Linked DNA regions of Sus scrofa: region 1 is linked to region 2. A link is a contact called in public HiChIP or PLAC-seq data. All regions are on one chromosome and are shown on one strand. The core of a region is the stretch at or near the end of the contact, and the rest is flanking DNA. Distances in the headings are between cores, read along the strand shown. Region 1 overlaps EGFLAM (pikachurin). Region 2 holds the start of EGFLAM (pikachurin).

Evidence for each region. HiChIP or PLAC-seq counts read pairs in DNA pulled down with a chosen protein or histone mark.
Region 1: an H3K27ac HiChIP or PLAC-seq map of skeletal muscle shows a contact between it and region 2, with 5 times the contacts expected there. The contact joins the enhancer-like site here to the promoter of EGFLAM in region 2. A contact is called at or near these places in 3 of 47 Hi-C or Micro-C datasets (heart right ventricle, skeletal muscle and subcutaneous adipose tissue) and 1 of 2 datasets of contacts at active chromatin or transcription factors (skeletal muscle).

Annotation. Positions count from the first base shown.
Region 1 is chr16:23,507,207-23,514,004 of Sscrofa11.1, forward strand. EGFLAM (pikachurin) reads left to right here. Exons shown (of 24, transcript XM_021076641.1): 6 at 2,285-2,379; 7 at 2,382-2,450. Among named protein-coding and RNA genes, the nearest start is that of EGFLAM, 110 kb to the left of the region's middle. Within about 2 kb of position 2,940, at least 5 of the 83 cell types and tissues checked have an H3K27ac peak or open chromatin away from gene starts, as enhancers often do. A contact at or near this core is called in skeletal muscle, where this site is marked.
Region 2 is chr16:23,399,980-23,406,762 of Sscrofa11.1, forward strand. It overlaps EGFLAM (pikachurin), which reads left to right and starts at 2,958. Exons shown (of 24, transcript XM_021076641.1): 1 at 2,958-3,685.

The sequences.
Region 1 (6,798 bases), core at 1,690-4,189, 110 kb after region 2:
AATTTAACCTTCCCCCACCAACCCAAGTTGGTCTCACCATTTATCAGCTGTGGGACCTCAGGCAAGTTACTTATCCATTCTGTGCCTTAATTTCCTATCCAAAGAAAGAAGGGTTTTTCATATTAGTATCTACTGTTTAGGGTAATTGTGAGAGGTAAATGAGTTAAAGTTTTAGAACGATGCTTGATACTTCACAGGGACTTGATAAATGATAGCTATTATTGCTTGTTAACATAGAAGCTCCACTCCAGTTATGCCTTTTGCACTGTGCACCCCCCTTCCCACCATGCACAAATATTCCCAAATTTCATTTAGTAATTCTTCTTTTTTTTTTTTTTTTTTTTTTTTGGCCACACCCATGCATGCAGAAATTCCTAGGCCAGGGATCAAACCTGTGTCACAGCAGTGACCCAAGCAATAGCAGTGGTAATACCAAATCCTTAACCAATAGGCCACCAAGGAACTCCCATTTTGCAGTTCTTATTATCTGGAAAGCTCACCTTTTCCCCTCCAACCAGGAAGTCCACACAGAACAGCACTATCCAATAGAAGATGCAAGCCTATAAGAAAATTTAAATTATGGTTTATTTTGGCTGCACCCAGGGCATCAGGCCAGAGATCGAACTCTCCCCACAGCAGTGACAATATTGGATCCTTAACTGCTAGCCTACCAGAGAAGTCTGAAATTTTAAGTTTTTTCATAGAGGCATTTAAAAGGTAATAAAAACAGGAGTTCCTATTGTGGCTCAGTGATAATGAACCCAACTAGTATCCATGATGACTTGGGTTAAGGATCGCACATTGCTGTGAGCTGCAATGGAAGTCACAGATGAGGCTTGGAGTTGGCATGGCTGTGGCTGTGGTGTAGGCCGGCAGCTGCAGCTCCCATTCAACCCCTAGCCTGGGAACTTCTGTATGCTGCAGGTGTAGCCCTAAAAAGCAAATCCAAAATATTATCATTTCAACATGTAATCAATATAAATATCAATGAGATGTTTTATACCTAAAAAAGCCATTGTACACTCTACATGTACAGTACATCCCAGTTCAGACGAGCCACATTTCAAGCACTGACTAGCCCCATGGGCCAGTGCCAATGCATTGGAGCTCACAGGCACAGAGGGAGCAGGTGGCCCAGGGTAGCCTGCCAGCTCTGGGAGGTGGGCACGTCCCTCACATAATGGCTAATCTGTGCTGAGCCTTTACAGCGTGAGGCCAGGCATGGTACTGAGACGATGTCACGCATTTCTCTTTTATGATGGCCCTTTCAAGTAGGTGCTTTTTTTTTTTTTTCCGTCCTTTTTATCTAGGGCCGCACCCGCAGCATACGGAGGTTCCCAGGTCTAATCGGAGCTATAGCCACTGGCCTACGCCACAGCCACAGCAACGTGGGATCCGAGCCACATCTGCGACCTACAACACAGCTCACGCAACACCGGATCCTTAGCCCACTGAGCGAGGCCAGCAATCAAACCCGCAACCTCATAGTTCCTAGTCGGATTCGTTAACCACTGAGCCACAACGGGAACTCCTAAATAGATGCTTTTGTCACCCCATTTTACAGATGAGGAGCTAGAGACCCGAAGTAGTGAGACAGCAGCTAGTAAGCAGTAGATGCAGGGTTCAAATGGTTCATTCCAGCTCCAGAGTTGGTTTCTTACCCCCTCCCTGTATGTTGCCCCACAGATGGAAGCTCTAAGTCAAGTTCTACACTTTTCATGCAGTTCTCGAAGACATGGGAACATTTGGCAAGTTGGCTCAGTTGAACGGTTTTTGTGAAGAGTAAGAATGGCCATGAACAGAATCTTCTTGGGTTTTCTCATGGCAGTTCATGCAATTAGTCACCCTATAAAATTTATATTTGTTTATTTTGTGACCAGATTGTGAATAGATAGAATCTGTGCTCCCTTGACCTCTGGGAATGGGGACTGTCAGGGGAAGGCTTGTTTACGAAACATCTGGAAGGCAGAGTCCTTGAGACTGAATTCCTACATGGGGATCTTTTCACCGCAGTCAAGGCCATGCAAGGAGAAGCATGTGATCTTTAAACAGTGCTTAAAACTGGCCCTAAAAATGATCTACTCGCTTTTATTGGCAAGGACTTAAAAATTATGACCTGTGATTTAAAATCAGGATGACTTTTAGATAGGAAATGTTCATTCATTTTTATAAGTATTGCTCCCAGGGTTCTAATGCTGTTAGTTTACACAGCCAGCAAGCTTGCCTTCCCTCAGCTATGCCTGAACTCCTGTGTCTGTTCTGTTTTGTTTTTTAATCAATAAAGGCCAGATTTGGACAGGAGTTGGACCTTAATCCAAGAGCGGATCCAGATGGATTCCATGGTTATCAAGGGCCTCGATCCGGATACCAACTACCAGTTTACGTGAGGGCCGTGAATCCCCACGGCTCCAGCCCCCGCAGCCAGCCCAGCGACACCATCCACACCACCCGTGAGTACTGCGGCCCTTGGCCATACAGGCAAACAGACAGATGTTCCTGGTTTGCTCAGGTTGCCCCAGGAGGATCCACTTGACCGGGTGTCTGTAGCGCCCTGCAGGAGGGCAGCGTGGAGTGGGGCTGTCCTCAGCCTTTCCTGCAGTGGTTTTCCCAGCCCTTTGGAAGTCAGAGGCGCTCAACAGGGACAGGCTGTTTCTATGCGCAGAAGGTCATCGGATTTATTTTTGCATTATCCTTGGGGAGTCGGAGGTCTGTTTTCTTCCATGAGCGCGGAACAGACCACATACCAAGATGATGCGAAGCCTTCTCCCCACCCCCTTCTCATCTTTTGAGGAAAAAAAAAAAAAAAAAAAGCGTTTAGCTTCGAGTCATGGGAGAAAAAATACTGCTCCCAGACCCTACGGGGTTAATCTGCACCAGCAAATCAAGGCTGCCCAAGTAGAACCAGCCCCTCCAATGGACGATGGACGGTGTGGGAGTCAGAGCTGCTGGCACGCTGATGTGTAGCTGGGGGTCCAGCCCAGGGCCTAGACTCCTGTCTGTCATAGGGCCTCTCTGGGGGCTGTGGGCCAGTCCATCAAATCACCTGGGGGTTTTCTGAAACGTCAGATTCTGCTTATGGTCTGAGGTTTAAAGAGCTCCCACATGACTCAAAAACCACTGAAAAGCTCCCTCGTCTTAGACTACCTTGCGAATCTGGCTTCGAAATCTTTGCCTTCTGGAAGCGAGCGATACATTTACGTAAACCTGGAACCCTGTGTAGTGGGAAGATCTCAGAACACAACTGTTGGTACTTTTTTGGTTAGAAGACTGTAATCTATTCAATTTTGCTGGTAAAATCCTCCAGCCTTACTGTCATCCCTGGTCCTCTTTATCTGGGAAAGGAGCTCTCAGAAAAGAAGCCCACCGAACACGGTCAGAGGCTGGCCTGGGGCCGGCGCAAGGCCCTCTTCCCCTGTTCCTATTGGTTCGTTGATCTGAATAAACTCCTCCCCTCTCCTCACACTCCATCGCACAGCTGACCTCTGTGCCCACCTGCTGCTTCTAGGCAGGGCGATTCAAGTTCCCCAAGTCCTAGGAATTTTGGTTCTTCTGCAAACAACCCTTGCCCAAACCTTGAATCTTAGGAGATATGGGGATGTGTGTGGCCACACCACACACACACACACACATCGTGTCATAGGGCGCATGTGTGCCCTATCACACGATCACCCAGCAATTGTTTCCACTGCTCTTCTTTAGAATTTGGAAGCGAAAACTCCCCAGGCATGTGGCAAGGGATACAACTCCTTCTATCTATAGGAAATGTTAATGGTTTTATTTCGGATCGAAGAAGGGCCTCCCTCCACGCCTGCTGGATGACACTGTAATCTCTGTTTCCCCTTTGTGACGCATGGCCACATCCTGGGGCGACCGTGGCTGAGGCAGACTCAGGATCTGACTGTATTGGGAAAACGCGTCGTTTGTCTTTTTGTCTCATGAGCTGAGCAGCATTGGGGTTGCCCACCCATCCCACCCCAACAGCGAATGCCTCTGCTCCCATTTCGTGAGCTATCCTGGGCTCGGCGCTTTCCTTCTTTCTCTTACTGTCTCCTTCTCCACAGACGAGGGAGTAGAAGAAAAATGAGCTAGAACAACCCAGCTGGCCCCGGACATGGGTGTGGAGACTGGGCTCAGGGAGGAGTGAAGGGAGGGCTGTCTCTTGAACTTTTTCGTTTTAAACAGAACCACGAGTCTGGTCCTGGAGTTTCTGATCCTTGTTTCCCCATCCGTGGATGCCAGTTTTTGTGAATTAAGTGGGCTGAGGTGTGTGAAGGCGCTTTAGGAATATGTGACATTTCATTACCAGGGGTCACCCCTATAAAGTAAGTTTTATTTCAAAGGAATTGTGTGCAGAAGTGGCTGATTCAATGAAGACTCTCAATTATGAAATATTCTTTCTTTTCTTTCTTTTTTTTTTTTTTTTTCGGTCTTTTTGTCTTTTCTAGGGCTTCACCGGAGGCATATGGAGGTTCCCAGGCTAGGGGCCGAATCGGAGCTGTAGCCGCCGACCTACACCACAGCCACAGCAACGTGGGATCCGAGCTGCGTCTGTGACCTACCACAGCTCAGGGCAACACCGGATCCTTAAGCCACTGAGCGAGGCCAGGGATCGAACCCGCAACCTCATGGTTCCTAGTTGGATTCGTTAACCACTGAGCCAGGATGGGAACTCCCTGAAATATTCTTAAATAAATACAATTTAACTTCTTTTACACGGATACAGTCACGCAGATCAAGATAACAGAAATAGAATTTATTAGGAGGCCTGTTTCCTGGATATTTAAGAGTGGGCTGTATTTGGTATTTCCATTGTGATTTTTTTTTTTTAAAAGAATGTCTCTTTTATTATACACTTACATAATGTTTATATAGATTTTCTTCCTTCCCTTTTTTGGGGGAGAGGGGGTGCACCTGAGGTATGCAGAAGTTCCCGGGCCAGGAGTCAAACCTGGGCCACAGTAGTGAGATAAGCCACAGCAGTGACAACACCAGGTCCTTAACCTGCTACGCCACCAGGGAACTCCCTTCCATTGTGATTTTTTTATCATGGTCATTTCTGATGTGTTCTGGCACATTCACACTTCTTGTTCTGCTGTCTGTCTAGGCTATTATTTTATTTCCCAAACCCACTTTTCCATGTATAAAAATGCCTAATTACCAAATAGCCCTTCTTGGAATTAGAGCTACCATGGGGGAAGTTTCCTATGAGCTGGCACCCTCTTGAGTAGTTACCTAGGAGACTCCATATTAATCTTTGCAAAAACCCTGTGCCCAAGGAATAGTATTCCTTTTTTTTTTTTTTTGTCTTTTTGCCTTTTCTGGGCTGCTCCTGGCATATGCAGGTTCCCAGGCTAGGGGTTGAATCAGAGCTGCAGCCGCCGGCCTATGCCAGAGCCACAGTAACGTGGGATCCGAGCTGCATCTGTAACCTACACCACAGCTCACGGCAATGCCAGATCCTTAACCCACTGAGCAAGGCCAGGGATCAAACCTGCAACCTCATGGTTCCTAGTCGATTGTTAACCACTGAGCCATATGGGAACTCTAGTATTCTTTTTAGAGAGTTTTTAAAAACTGAGTCTTTGAAAGGTCACATATTTTGCCAAGATAATACTTGTAAAGGCAGGATCCGAACTCCAGTTTGGCCGATTGCCAGGCCACTTCCCTGAGTGAGATCCATATTAAGGAAGATTCTTATTCTAGTCCAAAGTAGCACGAGAAAGGTAACATCAGCCATTAAATAAGGACAGGGGACAGTCCTAGTTGAGTCTGTGGACTAAGGGAGCTCTGATAGCACAGAACAAACCTATAGGAATTGTTTTTTTCTTTTAAAACCTGTCTTGTTCATATAAGAACAAGAATAAAACATACATATATAGGCCTGAAATCCTACTAGTAAGCATCAGTATGGCCCTGGTAGTTTTTAGCCACCAGCCCTTGTAATTGGTCAGACCCAAGCGAAGAAGTTGTTGACTTTTTTTAAAAATTTTATTGGCGTATAGTGGACTTACAATGTTGTGTGAGTTTCAGGTGTACAGCAAAGTGAATCAGTTATGCGTATACATATATCCATTCTTCCAAAAAGATGAACACTTTTGATGAACATACACAACTCTCAATCTTTGGTGCTATATTGACAGATACAGAGCACGATTAGATTCTAATCTTTACGAAACACATACTATACGGTCAACGTAAGAAAAGTTCTCTGTCAAAGTGTTTATTTATTTATTTATTTACTTTTTAGGGCCACACCTGCAGCATGTGGACGTTCCCAGGCTTAGGGGTCACATCAGAGCTGCAGCTGCCGGCCTACACCACAGCCACAACCACACTGGATCCTTAACCCGCGAGCGAGGCCGAGGATCGAACCCGCACCCTCATGGACACTAGTCGTGTTCGTTACTGCTGAGCCACAAGGGGAGCTCCCTAACTTTAAAAATTTTATTGGTGTATAGTTGCCTTACAACATTGTGTTAGTTTCAAAGTGTTCTTTTAAATTTTTTTTCTCATTTTTTTTCAAAGTTTTACCGAGGAGTGTACATGTATAAATGGAATCACTTTGTTGTTGTACTGCAGAAACTGTCACGATATTGTAAACCACCTTCAAGACGTTGTTGAATATTTTGAACATTCACATCCTGAAGGAGTTTGCGAGGCAAGTGTTCCCACAGGTTGGGCTTCCCTTTCTCCCAGCTCCCACTCCTCCCCACCTCCAGGCCCTACCCTCGTGGAGGTTCTTTTGGTTCACGTTCACTTTGCTGCCTGAACAAGGAACCTCAGAACAGAGTTCAAGGT
Region 2 (6,783 bases), core at 1,708-4,207:
CCCAAAGCTGCTTCTTTGCTGCTCTTTTCCGCTCTAATTTAGGGACTTTCTAAACATTCTATAGTTGGTAAATTTGCCTTTACTTTCTTCTAACAGCCTCCAAATCCACCCCGTGGAGGCAAGGTCATACTCTTCTTCCCTGATATTGAGCAAAGCAGGCAGGTCACTCTTATGCTGGTGACCTTATTAATTGAGTTTAGATCTCAAGTGACTTCGAACAGATTTTTTTTTTTAATGAAACAATCAAAGCCTCTTTGCCCTCTTTAGTTCCCCTCCTCCCCAAAGGCAGGAAGACAGTGAAAGACAAGTGTTCCGTTTGTTTTTAATCAGATTTACAAGTGCAATCAGATTTACAAGTGCCCTAAACTGGTTGTCAAACTGGAAGAAGAGAGAACCTTGGGGGATGTGATCTGACTAGTGAAGGAAGGGAATAAACAAGGAATAAGTCCTGTCTAACCTGTGCCCTAGATTTGTAACAAGCAGAGGGCGAGAAGTAAGGTTTTATCTCAATGGCCTAAGGATCAAGAGTGCTTGGAGGCACTCAAAAGTAAAACGTAACAATTTAATCAAAGGTAATCCTTGCAAAGAAGAAACAAAAGGCCTCTGAAGAAACTAAGCAGCTTCCAAAACGCCCATGGCCCTCTGCAGAGGGAGGGAGGCAGGGTAGGGGCCAGGGCTGAGGAGGTGGTATGGACACATGTTGAGAATATCAGCAAGAAGCCTGAATCTCAGGCTTGCAAAATTCACAATGGACAACTTGTACAGGTTTTTGAAAAGGCACATTCAGAGCAAAAATGGCCTGGATTGGATGGTGCTGTTTTATTAGATAACAAAGAGAATGCAAACCCTGGAATTTAGCAATGATTTCATTCAGCCCCTTCATGGTGCCAAGATACACTATAGGCAGGGCCTTGTATTAAACACGCAGATCTCATGATTCTTGGTGCACTGTTCTAATCTGCTCTCCACCTGTCTTTTTAAAAGTCTGGACTCTGGAATCAGACCACCTGGATTCGGCGGAAGCTCTGTCTCTCAGGAGCTGCATGATTTGGTGCAGGTTACTTAACTTTTACCCACTTCAGTTTCCTCATCTGTTATATGGGGATAATAACAATAACTACCTCGTATGGTTGTTATTGGGATTATATAGTACTTCAAAGAGGGTCTGGTACATGGCAGGAGCTATATAAATGGGAGCCATAACATTAATGGTTATTACTTCTGATTTCTACATCAGGGAGAATCTTTTTTTTTTTTTTTTTGTCTGTCTTTTTGCCATTTCTTGGGCCGCTACCGCGGCATATGGAGGTTCCCAGGATAGGGGTCGAATCAGAGCTGTAGCCACGGGCCTACACCAGGGCCACAGCAACATGGGATCCGAGCCGCATCTGCGACCTACACCACAGCTCATGGCAACGCTGGATCCATAGCCCACTGAGCAAGGGCAGGGATCGAACCCACAACCTCATGGTTCCTAGTCGGATTCGTTAACCACTGCGCCACGACGGGAACTCCCAGGGAGAATCATTTTTAAGTGGGAATGAGCAGAACCAACCTGGGAAGTATCTTTATGGTAGCAATTGCTTGGTTCCAGGTGCCACTTTAGGTCCGCTCTAAGAAATGCCTTTCTCATAAAAAGAGCGATCCGACAAGTTTGGCCTGGTGGTGATGTAGATGTTCCTTGTCACAGGTGGAATTCGGGCCAGGGATGATGAAGGGCAGATTCCTGTGTGGAATAGTGGCAGGGCCTAGATGATCCTAGGGGTCTAGGATTCTGCTACCCTTGAAACTAGCAGCCTTGAGGGCAGTCACATTATTGGCTCCCAGACATGAGTTTGTCATCGCTTTGGAAGTGAAAAAGCACGGTCTGTACAACTTTTCCCCTCCAGCTCCATGTAAAAGGCTAGCCCTGGTGTCACATCTAAGATTCCAAGACTTCAGTGGGAGTGGATTCTGAATTTCTTTAAGGACAGATGCACATCTGAGAACGCCAACACATAAGGGAGCGCATTCTCAGCGCTGCTAACGAACCAGATCTGGCTCACCACAAACCCTCAAGCCAGGGGATACTTCCTTCCAAAGGAGGAGCAGAAATCTTATGGGGGGTGGGGAGTGGAGGGAGATACTCGAGTCAACATCATTTCCTACAGCGCTCTCAAACCAGGATAACAATGGAGGGCCCAGGACGCCGGGAGCCTCCGCTGCGCGCTAAGGTGGGGACGGGGCGGGGCGGGCGCGAAGTTCCCTCCGCGAGCGGCCGCGGCTCCCTCTGCGGGGTACTTCCTAGGGCCTTTGATCTTTCCCCAGCAATTGGCGAGGGCTGCGTTTTCCTCCAGGTTTTTTCCCTCTTGGTTTATTTATTCTGCGTTCTCTTCTCTCTGGCTTGAAGACCAGCACGCCAATGTGCAACCGGACTTGAGTCCCGGGGTCTCCTCTCTCGCAGCGCCACCGGGAAACCCGACAACAGGCACGTTTTATTGAGTCCTCGGCAGCAAATCCGGAGAAGGGCCTTTTCCGGGCCAGGAAGCCGATCGGCCACAGGGATCAATGGCCAGGGCACCTTGTTGGTCTCCAGCCCCAACCCCGTCGGCGTGCGCCCCTTCCCAGCCGGGTCTTCCAGGTCAGCCCGGGGGCTCGAGTTTGCTTCTTCACCCGACGCCAGGTTAACCTGGAGCTTCGTCTCCTCCCTGGAGGGTCTCAAGTTGCTTTCCTGCGTCGGAAGGGCACCCCACTCTCCCGCGCCAGGCCCTAATCTCCATTGGGCGTTTCCAACAGGGGGCAGACTTCAGCTCTCCATCTGCGCGCCTTAAATCCCATTTATCTTCTTAGCGCCTAGGTCCCGGCCGGCCCCGCCCCCTCTTCCTCCTACCCTCCTCCACTAGCAAATCATAGACCCTTCCCCCTCGCCCTGTTATTCCCCTTCCTCCAAATGCAGAGGTCTGGCTGGGAGCAACCTTTGGAGGTGTCGGGGAAAGTACTCAAGGACGGTGGTAGCGACCTAGAGGGGCGCGGCCAGAGGAGAGTATAGAAGGGGAGGAGGCGGCGCCGCAAGATTTGCGGATCAGGACCAAGACCGAGGGTCCTGGACTCGCAGTCACCTCAATCCTGCCCTGCATCCCTAGTGGTTGAAGTTGGCCCCTCCTAGCGCCCCAATCTAGGTCACCAGCGGGGGAGGGCTGCGCTGGGGGTCGCTAGAGAGGTGATAGGCGGGCTCTCTGCCCCAGGGGTAGGCGAAGAGTAAATTGCCTCAGGGCCTGCCCCTCTCACTTCCACTCGATTGTAATTCCATCCCCGGGCCGGTCTAGCTTCCCTCCCTCCCTCGGCCAGCAGGTCCCTCCCCGTCGGCTTCTTTCGCCGCCCCCGCCCCTCCCGCCCGAGAAGCCCGGCCGCTCGCTGCCGGCTTCACTCCCGCACGCCGACCTCCTGCCTCCTTGTTCTCTCCAACGTTCCTGGTCCAGCTCCCTCAGTCTTTCGCCTTCTACGAGAGTCAGAGGATCCGCAGTGGCCGCGTCCCCCCACGTCTCCCAGGAGACGCCCTTTCCCTGTGCGCCCCGGACTTGGTGAAACTTTGCCGGCGCCCGTGGTGAAATGGATTTAATCCCAGGCGTCTTGCTCCAGCTCTTGCTCCTGGTTTCCAGCCTCGGACCCGGCGTGGTGCCGCTCAGAGCAGCTCTCAGAAAACCAGGTAATGCGCGCAGTGCTTCGGGGGGCACCAAGCTCGGAGCTCCCAGGTCCCGGTCCATAGCGAGAACGCAGAGCGGCAACTCTCCGCTTAACCGGGTTCGTCTCTGCCCAGAGCTGGGGAAAGAGGCGAACCTCGCCTCCCCCTCCCAAGCCCAGGCGGTTCCAGGGATATTTGTTTGTTTAAGGAATGATCTATTTTCCAGACACCGTAGAGGTGGAGGGCTCCGTGTTTGACCACAGAGAACTGGGAGTGGGGGCAGCGATCATGCTGTCTCAATTACAGAGGATTGCAACTGTGCAGGAAAAGTCAAACAGCTCCTCCTGTGTTTCCAAACAGCTTATTGAATTCATATTGTCCAGAGCCTCGTCGTTTCCTGTTAAGTGTCTTGAAGATTTGCCTGGTGTACCCTGTGCCCATCTCCGGTCCTTCCCACGCACTTTGTAGGGATGTGGCCTCTGCCGTTGGGACCCTCTTCCACTCTAGGGTCGGTTTCTCAAAAAGGAGCGCCCGGGGGCGTTAATTTTTTATCGTGTTTTGGGCTCCAGTCTTTGCTCTGCGATTTAAACAAAGATGTATGGCGTTGCAGGCTATAACAATGGAGGGAGAGAACTTGAAACACAGTAACTTGAATTTCCTCTAGTTACACAGGTGAAAAGTCTTGGTGTGTTTTTGTCGACTTTTGGCCTGTGTTGTGAGATGGTTGAAAGCAGAACATTCTAAGCAAGAAAAGTTCTAAACATTTGTTTCTCAAATCATGATTTTTATTCTTCTTTGCTGAGACTATATTTAGAATTCAGAAAAATCTGTTTTTTCTTAGTTTACTTTGTAAGCAGGGTTGTCTTATGGGATTAATTATATTTTAAGAACAATGGAAAACAATATAACTTTATTTGAATGCAGTGTGCAAAACTTTGCAGAAAGCGCAGTTTGTCTTCCAAATAATGTTTCTCTAACAAAGAGACAAACCGGAGGGAATTTATCAGAGGGCAAAGAGAATAATCTTGGCAGGTTCCCATATAGCTGCTTAAATATCTTCCCTGCTCAAGGATCTCTCCCTTTGGAAATGTGACTTGTTGCCTCTCAGCTCTGGAAGACACCCTTTACCCTTCAAGTTGTATCTGTTATCACCTGCGCCTTACTACCTGCCTTCAGATTTATAGTCATTATCATAATCTGAAGCACACCTAAATTATGAGCTGTTGTATTTCCACTGTTTATTCGTTTTGAAGAAAATAGCAGCAGTCCAAAGTGATATTTTATTGTTTCTTTGCCTACATGCACACAGACACACATGTTCAAGGATTTCAGTGAAGGACTTCTTTCTAACTCTCCTCCTTAAAATAACCGCACAGTGATCAGTTGCATTCTGTGGGTTTATTCGCATAAAACCAGCTAATCGTAATTTTTAAGCCATGCACAGTAATATCTATAGTTCTTAAGCACCATCAGTGTATGTAATGTTCTTTTAAGGATAGATTTCAATTCATGCAAGCAGAGTTTTTTTTTTTTTTTAAGTATTTCACAAAAGCTTGCTGTATAAAACTCATGCTCATATGGTTCACCATATTTCCTTTCTTATTTTTTGTAGTTCTTCTCCTAAAAATATTTCCTACCTGGTTCATCCAGGGTCTTATTCAGTTCTTCATGCTATGAATATGTAATGTTGGCCTCATTGGTTTTATTTGAAGCATAGATAGAGTTTTCATAGTGGGAACTCTACCTTTTAAATATTTTGGCACATTAAATATATCAAATCTGAGGTAGAAGGAGTGTTTGGACTAGGTTCAGCCTAGAAGAGTTTCTCATTACTTTATAATATAATTTTATCCAGACACCAGCTTTCGGGTTGGAAGGCCGCTCAGATTAAAATGACAGCTACTTCATAAACTTCAGGGGGAAAATTTCCTCCTGGGCTCATTTACATCCCTTGGAAAGACTAGTTTTTGATCGGGAAAATTGGTCCAGATTAAAAACGGAATGTGCCCCACTTGGCTCTGATGTGAACAGCAGCCAGCTAATTTATAATCTTCCCCAGACACCAGCAAATCCTGCTAGTATCCAGATGGGAGTTTCTTTGTACCTTGTTTCCTCAATAGAAATAGGTTTGTGTGCAGTGCTTTGAAGGTAGCATGGCTACCACCTAAGGCATACTGAAACAGTCCTGTTTTATTTGGATGACCCTGTCTTTCTCCTCACACTCCTAAGCCTACCTTTGACAAATACAGCTTTGTTGGAGAAGCCTTGGATTCAAAATCCACCTGAAAATTCCCCATCCTCACCTCTGGAGAAAAAAAAAACAAGTAGCAGCTTCAACTACTAGTCTCATTCGCCTCCACTGTAGGCAACCTTTCCTTCCACCCCAAAAGAACTACTCCTCTGTCACTGAGCATTAATATAGAAAACTCTGCATTTGCTGAGACTCATAAGAAATGATAGTTTTCAAGTTAGGTCAAATTAATAATAGTCGTTTAGGAGTTCTGTTGTGGTGCAGAGGAAGTGAATCTGACTAGGACCCATGAGGTTGCAGGTTCGATCCCTGGCCTCACTCAGTGGGTTAAGGATCCGGTGTTGCCGTGAGCTGTGGTGTAGGTTGCAGACACCCGTCGGATCTGGCGTTGCTGTGGCTCTGGCGTAGGCCGGTGGCTACAGCTCCGATTTAGCCCCTATCCTGGGAACCTCCATATTCCGCGGGTATGGCCCTAAAAAGACAAAAGACAAAATAAATAAAAAGTCATTTAAATGTATTTCACAAAACAGAAATAGGCTTATAGACACACAAAACAAATTTATGTTTACCAACGGGGGAAAAGGGGGAGGGAGGGATAAATTAGGAGTTAGGATTAATAGATACACACTACTATACATAAAGCAGATAAACACAAGGACCTTTTGTATAGCACAGGAACTATATTTAATACCTTGTAATAATGAATAATGCAAAAGAATCTGAAAAAGAATATATCTGAATCATTCTGCTGTACACCTGAAACTAACACAGCATTGTAAATCAACTTTAAGTTAAAAAAAATAAACCAGTAATAATGAACACGAGTTAAGTACTTGCTACCCTGGTCTAAGAACTCGACACATACTGATTC